Linked DNA regions of Ovis aries: region 1 is linked to region 2. Evidence: chromatin contacts called from public Hi-C data. All regions are on one chromosome and are shown on one strand. Each heading gives the region's core, a stretch centred on a gene start, on an enhancer-like site or on the middle of the called end of the contact. The rest is flanking DNA. Distances are from core to core; before and after follow the strand shown. Region 1 overlaps TRIP13 (thyroid hormone receptor interactor 13). Region 2 overlaps SLC12A7 (solute carrier family 12 member 7).

Evidence for each region. A called contact is a pair of places that touch in the nucleus more often than the background predicts.
Region 1: a contact with region 2 is called in a Hi-C map of hypothalamus, with 3 times the contacts expected there. The contact joins two enhancer-like sites. A contact is called at or near these places in 3 of 16 Hi-C or Micro-C datasets (hypothalamus, liver and tail adipose tissue).

The regions. Positions count from the first base shown.
Region 1 is chr16:71,421,500-71,425,245 of ARS-UI_Ramb_v3.0, forward strand. TRIP13 (thyroid hormone receptor interactor 13) reads right to left here. Exons shown (of 13, transcript XM_027980198.2): 13 at 3,019-3,746. Among named protein-coding and RNA genes, the nearest start is that of TRIP13, 16 kb to the right of the region's middle. Within about 2 kb of position 2,137, at least 6 of the 54 cell types and tissues checked have an H3K27ac peak or open chromatin away from gene starts, as enhancers often do. A contact at or near this core is called in hypothalamus, where this site is marked.
Region 2 is chr16:71,304,675-71,308,197 of ARS-UI_Ramb_v3.0, forward strand. The region is part of intron 1 of SLC12A7 (solute carrier family 12 member 7); the gene reads left to right. Among named protein-coding and RNA genes, the nearest start is that of SLC12A7, 19 kb to the left of the region's middle. Within about 2 kb of position 1,382, at least 8 of the 54 cell types and tissues checked have an H3K27ac peak or open chromatin away from gene starts, as enhancers often do. A contact at or near this core is called in hypothalamus, where this site is marked.

The sequences.
Region 1 (3,746 bases), core at 887-3,386, 120 kb after region 2:
TGAGAGAAAATGAAAGCTTTTCAATCAAAACTTGTAACTCAGGCGATAGGGAAAAATGCTTCCAGGTTTAGGCCATAATTCATAGGCTAGAAAAGAGGGTTTCACAAATGAGAACTTATAGAGAAAGGTTTCCAGTCATGAGTAATCATTCAGGTGATACAGAGAGAGGGTTTCTAGTCCAAGAAGAGAACTGAGGTGATAGAGAAAGAAGATTTCTGGTCACAAATAAGGCGGGAAAGAAGGTTTCCAATAACTAATGATTCAGGTGACAAAGAAAGTGTTTCACTCATAAATGGTATGTCAGTTGAGAGAAGGAAGCTTTCCAGGCCTAAATGTTGCCAGGTGATAAAAAAAAACAAGGTAGCTTGTCATAAGTTATGGAGAAAGAAGATTGTTCGGCCATAGATGGTCACTCAGGAGGGAAAAAAATTCAGTCACGAACGGCAATGAGCCAATAGAGAAAGAAGGCTTCTAGTCAGAAACGGCAACCGATGTTATAAAAAGCCTTCCACCATAAACAACAACTCGGGTCACAGAAGAAGACTTTTCGTCACAAAGGTAACAGGGGTCACGGAGCAGGAAACGTTCCGGCCTTGTGTGGCGACTCAGGTGCCGGGACAGAAGGGGTCCTGTGGGAAATGAGGGTTCGCGCGCCAGAGGAAGAAGGGAGCAGTCACAAACGGCAGCTCAGGCAGCAACGCTGAGGCTGCTGCTCGAAACTAGTGAGAGAGGAAAGCCTGCACCAGGAATGGTGGCTCAGGAGGTGGTGGAGGACGGCTGCCAGCCACAGCGTCAACGCCGGGGGCGGAAGAGAAGGTTCAGCCACAGACGCTGAGCCGGGAGCCGCGTAAGAGCGGCTTCCGACCCCAGGTGGCAACTCCAGGGACTCAGGGCAAAGTTCCCGTCGCAAACGGTCACCCAGGTAACATGAAATGACTCCAGTCATAAAACCCAAGTCGGGTGACACGGAAAGAAGTTTCCTGGTCATAGATCCTAAGTCAGGTGGTCCAGACGGAGGCTCGCCCACCACAGAGGCATGCCGGGTGACAGGGAAGGTCATTTGCAGCCACAAGCAGCTCAGGGGACATGAAATGGAAAGCTTCCTGCCCCTCTGAAGTGATGATTCTCCGGAAAACAGTTTCACGTTGTGAATAACGTCAGGGGACAGAGGAAGGAGGTTTGCGGTCAGTAATCAGGACTCGGGCGACTGGGGACGAAGTCTCCTCGTCCTAACCTACGGCGAAGGCCGGAGGAGACAGGCTTCCAACAGCAGAGCCGACGGCCTCAGCAGGACGGCCCGGGGCACGCGGTGCTGGGGACTGCCAGGGCGAGCGCCACAGCTCTGGACGGTAAGGAGTTAGGGTCAGAAATCAGAGCTCAGGGGATGGAAAACCCCCTCCCCACCCGAAAGGACGCTTCAGCCGGGAGCAGGGCTGCCGCGGGGACAGGAGCCCCCTCCCCGGGAGCAGCCCCCTCGCTGGGGCGAAGAAGCTGCCAGGCGGGAGCCACAGCCTCCGCAGCAGGGCCTCCGCGGTTGTCGGCTCTCCGGGGGCCTTTCCGCCCCGCGTCGCCTCCGCGCTGGGCAGAGGGGCTGTAGCTCAGCACGTGTTTCCTCCGTGGCATGACCCTGACGCTCACCCTTGCGGTCCCTGTCACCTCGGCCTCCGGGTTGTCCTGCCGGGGACGGTTGCTCCGTTGGGCCGTGTCCTCGGCCTCTCTCGTAGGTGCCCCTGCCCGCGGAGGGGTCGGACCTGAGGCCTGTGTGCTGGGCCGGGGACTCAGCAGAAGCCGGGCGGGCAGCACCACACCCCTGGGTGTCCCAGGCTGGCACTCTGGCCCCTTTCCCGCCCGTGCCCACCCAGAAGCCTGCCCCCGTGGGAGGACAGCGTACCTCCATCCTGAACCCAGGGCCCAGCCGTGGGCACCTCGGGCTTTCAGCCATGGCCCAGAAAGTGCCCACAAGCCTGTGCCCGCCTCTGGTTGGGGGCCCGGGTGCGACCCCTCCTCCTACCAGGCCCAGCCCCAACCCAGAGTGAGCTGGCACCGAGGCAGCGGTCAGAAGAGCCACGCCCCACCACTGCCAGGCATGCGTGCTCGGACCTCTGTGGGGCCTGGACGCATGCTGGTGTGTGTGGGCGGGCCTACCAGGCCAGGCGGGGACGCAGCCAGGCGGCTGCCTCTGCGGACCACTCCTCTGCCCGGAGGCCCCTCCTGTCCATCCCACAGAGCAGCGCTGCCCCCTGGTGTCCGTGGACGGCGGCATCAGACACCCCCCCCCAACTCTGGGAAAGGGCCTGGAGGACGGGCCACCCCTGACTCGGGGTGCAGGCCTCACCCACCCAGCCCCAGCCTGCTCGGGGCTTCAGTGGCCCACTGCATGGACCACCCCTCAGATTCAGGGTGCAGGCCTCACCCACCCACCCCCAGCCCACTCGGGGCTTCAGTGGCCCACTGCATGGACCACCCCTCAGATTCGGGGTGCAGGCCTCACCCACCCGCCCCCAGCCTTCTCAGGGCTGCCCCTCTGGGCTGCCCCCTCACTCATCTGTCTGCCCCTGTACACGGCCCCGCCCTGGGCATCCCCTCCCAGACCCTCTCCTCCCATCAGGACACTGGGCTCCTCAGCAGCAACCGTGGAGCATGGAGCACCCGCCGTGTGCACAGACCTCTCTTCTCACCCTATTTCAGGGTCTTGAGGAAACCACAGAGCCGGGCCCTGGCCCCCAAGGCCGTGCTCGCTCTAGCCCTGGACCTGACCAGAGCCGAGGCTGGCTGATGGCCCAGGGGTGGAACCCTGGGTCCCCCACCCCAGCCTAGCCCCGACCCAGGCTGCACGGCCACGTGCAGACAGCGCACCTCCACCCCGACGGGTTAAGACAGGCTGAAGTTATGTCATCGTGTGAGTGACTTAAAACTCAAAGCATTTGGACTGTTAAGAGAATCAATATGAGAAAATTTTGGAAAAAGATTTTTAATACTTAAAAAATTTTAAGACAAAAGGTAACATACTCTTAAAAATGTTTTATAAAACAGTGATATGAAATTTATTTTAGCATGAGATAAAAGCAAAGCAAGGTTCTGTGGAATACACCAGTTATTGGCCAATTCACTTTAAATCTGTTATTGGGAATCTTCGTTTAAGCCGTGACTAACGTCCCTCAACAAACGCCTCACCGGGAAACGTCGCCATGAGGCCGGCCACGCTGGTCCCCAGGGAGGCAGCCCCGTCAGCTGCCCCTCCCTGACAAGCAGAGCTGCTGTACCTGCTACCAAGAAGTGCACTGACCTTGAACTTTTCTCTTGATTCCTGTAACACAGGGACAGGCCCCTATTCACCGCACACTCTGCAGGACGTGCGCACTAACCAGGACGAGCTTGCAGCGGGAAGCAAATGCTGCCTCGTCTTGAGCAATGTGTACTTTTTTTTAATGCTATTATATTTTTCTTTAAGGCAATGCAGTTTCTCTTTTGTTTCTATAAAACTTACATTAATTATCTTTTTAAATAAAACGTCAGCATTTTGGGTCCAATCAACCAGAAGCAGGATAGAATCAGGACATCTAGACAGTTCTTTATAAAGAGACACTGAGCTCAGATGATCGTCTTTCAAAACAGAAAACAGGCTGTTTTGTCTTCGGACACGCACTTGAAGCACATGAACGCGACACCCTTCTTGAGCAACACCGTGTAGGCACAGCACGCTTCTTGCATCACACCAGCCTGCAGGTCTCAGCCGTGGCCTCAGC
Region 2 (3,523 bases), core at 132-2,631:
GGAAAAGACTCTGATGCTGGGAGGGATTGGGGGCAGGAGAAGGGGACGACAGAGGATGAGATGCTGGATGGCATCACTGACTTGATGGACATGAGTCTGAGTGAACTCCGGGAGTGGGTGATGGACAGGGAGGCCTGGCGTGCTGCGATTCATGGGGTCGCAAAGAATCGGACACGGCTGAGCGCCTGAACTGAACTGAACTGGAAGCAGGTGTCCCTGGCTTCTGTGAGTGTAATGCCGGCCGAGGTCCTGTATTTTCTTGCGGCTCCATCACGCCAGTTCCGCGCCACCTGTCAGGCTGCGACTTTCCCCGAGACGGAGGCTGCTGGGCGCCGTGGTGTCAGCAGCGGGTGTCGCTTCACCCTCAGCCCCTAGTCTACCCCCCGCTTTCCCCTTTGGGAGCCCTCAGTTTGCTTTGTCTGGGGCAGGGGGCAGTGTCTGTTTCGTAAATAAGGTCATTTGTGTCTCTTTTTTAGACTCACGTGTAAGCGACACATTTTCTCTGACTCACTACACTTAGTGTAGTCATCTCTAGGTCCGTCCACGTTGCTGCAAACGGCGTTTCACCTGCTTTTACGGCTGAGCAATATTCTGTCGTCTTACGGGCCACGTCTCTCTCCATTCCTCTGTCCAGACACTTGGGCTGTCTCCGTGTCTGGCTGCTGTGAGCAGCGCTGCAGTGAACGCTGGGGCGTGTGTGTCTTTCCTTTTCAATGCCCATCCTTGCTGGCGTGGGAGCCCGGAGGAGCTGCTGTCCCAGGGTGCCTGAAACTCTCTTCCTGTCCCCTCCGGCCGGGCCCCTGCTGTGACCCCCTCCCCTCTGGCCTGGCCCCTCCCATGACCCCTCCCCTCTGGCCCGGCCCCTCCCATGACCCCCTCCCCTCTGGCCCGGCCCCTCCCATGACCCCCTCCCCTCTGGCCCGGCCCCTCCCATGACCTCCTCCCCTCTGGCCCGGCCCCTCCCGTGACCCCTCCCAAGCTGCAGTCACAGGGCTTTTCTGGTTCCGCTTTCCTGTCCTGCATCCCTGTTCTCCTCGGGAGTGTAGCAATTAGACGGTCTAGCCCTGGGTTTTGTTTTCCTCTGGGCTCAGCGTTCCCTCACATCACAGGGTCTGACCCGCCGAGCTTGTCTCTCAAAGGACCCGGATCTTGTGCTGGGCACAGCCTGAGCTGGTGGATTCTGAGTCTGAGGCCTGTGTGACCTTGGCAAACCTCAGTGGCAATCAGAGCTTATTTTTAAAATGTATTTTTAACTCATTGCCGTGAGAAAATAGAAATTAATGGCTTGTAGCTTTTATACAAAAAGCCGTTCTCTGTAGACAGAGGCGGGACTTACGAGCTAGCACAGCCTTCTCCATGCTCACGTGGCTCAAGCCCAGCGTTTAAGGTTTGAATGAGGTCATTAGGCCGAGAGAGAGCTGTCCAGCCCAGAGACTGCCCATCAAACGCACTTCCCGTCTCTCTCTCCTCAGGGAATCAAGGAAAGCCGAGAGGAGAGCTGGGTTTGGTTCAATTTGCCAGAGCAGATCTGAAGTTTGAAACTCAGGGTGACGGCTCAGCCCGCGTGGGGAACGGTTAGCAGAATTGGCCACAGCCAGGCCTGCGTGTGTCCCCACGCGCTGCGACACTCTCAAGCGTCCCTCAGAGGTTCGTGCCCGGGAGTCAGCCAGAGCCACGTGCGGCCCCCAGCCCGGCTGCAGTCCTCTCTCTGGGCCCAGGACGGGTGGCATGACCTTGGGGCAGGTCCTGGCCTCGCTATCTGCGCTGTGGGTAATAATAGGGCAGAAATCACTGCCCTGGGCACTTGAGGGTGGCCCACTTATCTGCGGGCTTCAGCAGCTGTTTCATTTAAAAGGTTGTGAGGTATTTTTGTCTCCATTGCATGTCACCAGACGCAGCAGGTCCAGAGGAGTGTCCCACGAGAGTCGGCACCCCCGTCTGTCGGTCAGAGTCGGCCACTGAGAGGCCTCCTGTCTCCTTCTGGGGGCTGTGTGCACGTGTGCGCACCTTTGTGACCCCGTCCCCACAGGGAGCATAGTTTAAATGCTCATGTTTACTTGACACAGACCCTGGGAAGCGCCCCCCACGACCCCAACAGGGAGCACGAAGTGAAGTGAGTGATCAGAGGTGGAAGGAACCCAGGTGTCTGCCAGTGGCTGATGGATAAACACAGCGCGGCCCATTCAGACTCTGGAATGGGATTCCACCTTCCAAGGAAGGACGTCTGAGACTTCCCTGGTGATCTGGTGACCGAGACTCCAAGCTCCCGAAGCAGGGGGCCTGGGTTTGATCCCTGGTTAGGGAACCAGATCCCACATACTGAGGCTGAGACCCAGAGCAGCGAAATAAATAGATAAATATTATTTAAAAAAAGACCTTCTGATACAGGCCCCAGCATGGAAGGTTCTCGAGGCTCTGCTGTCAGGGAAGGACAGGCACTGAGCGGGTCCCGGCTAAGGACCTGGATAGTCAGAGCCACAGAGGCGGAGCATAGGGCGGTGGGTTCCTGGGGTGGGGCAGGGGTGGGGAGCTGATGTTTAAGGGAGAAAAGTTCAGTTTTGCAGTATGAGAAAGTCCCAGAAATGGAGATGGTGGTAGTGGCTGCTTAACCACGCGCTTATGTGAATGAACACGGCGGAGTATTTGTGGGGCCCTGCCCAGCAGGCGGCTTCCCTGGGAGCTCAGATGGTAAAGAGTCCGATGGTCTTTCTCCTCCGGTGAGGGCTGCTCACCCCAGTGCACACTGGAGCCCCACCCAGCCCCGTCCAGCTCGCTATCCCGGCAGCGGTCTGTGCCGGCTGCTGGTCCTCCTTCCCGGCTGCCACGCGGGCAGGACAGTGCGGCCCCCCTGGCCTCCCCGCCTCGCACAGCCCACCACAAGGGCCCACTCCCCGCTCGCCGGTGGCTGTGGGCAGGGCTTGTGCGTTGCTTGCAGTGGACCGACCCGGCCTGCTGCTGGGAACAGCTGGGGTGTCTCTGGGCCCACACGGTACCGTGGGATCTCTGGGTGGTGACAGAGCCTGGTTTGCACACCTGCCAGTCGGGGAGCCCCGTGCCCTGCCCTCCCCCGCCCGGTCCCTGCCCTTCTGCTGAGGTCCTTCCCGGGTCCGCACAGGCCTGGGTTGGCTGCCCAGCCCGCGGCTGCCGTGGGCTCTGCACCCACTTTCCCGCCCCAGCCGTGTCTGTGAAGCACAGAGGTGGTCGCTGTCCCCAGTGACCACTTAGGGTCCTCTCGTGAAAAGTGTCCCAGGTCACGACAGAGTCCCCAGCCTCCACTCCACTCCTGAGTGGGCTTCCTAGGAGGCTCGGCGGTGAAAGGCCCGCCGGCCAGTGCAGGAGGCACAGGAGCTGTGGGTTTGGTCCCCGAGTCGAGGAGGCCCCAGAGGAGGGCGTGGCAGCCCACTCCAGCATTCTGGCCCGGACAGCCCTTGGGGTCACAAAGAGTCCAATACGGCTAAGCACGGCGGTGTTCTGCAGCCCTAAGCTCAGGCTGCAGGCCTGCCGCCTCCCTGATGGTGAGCCC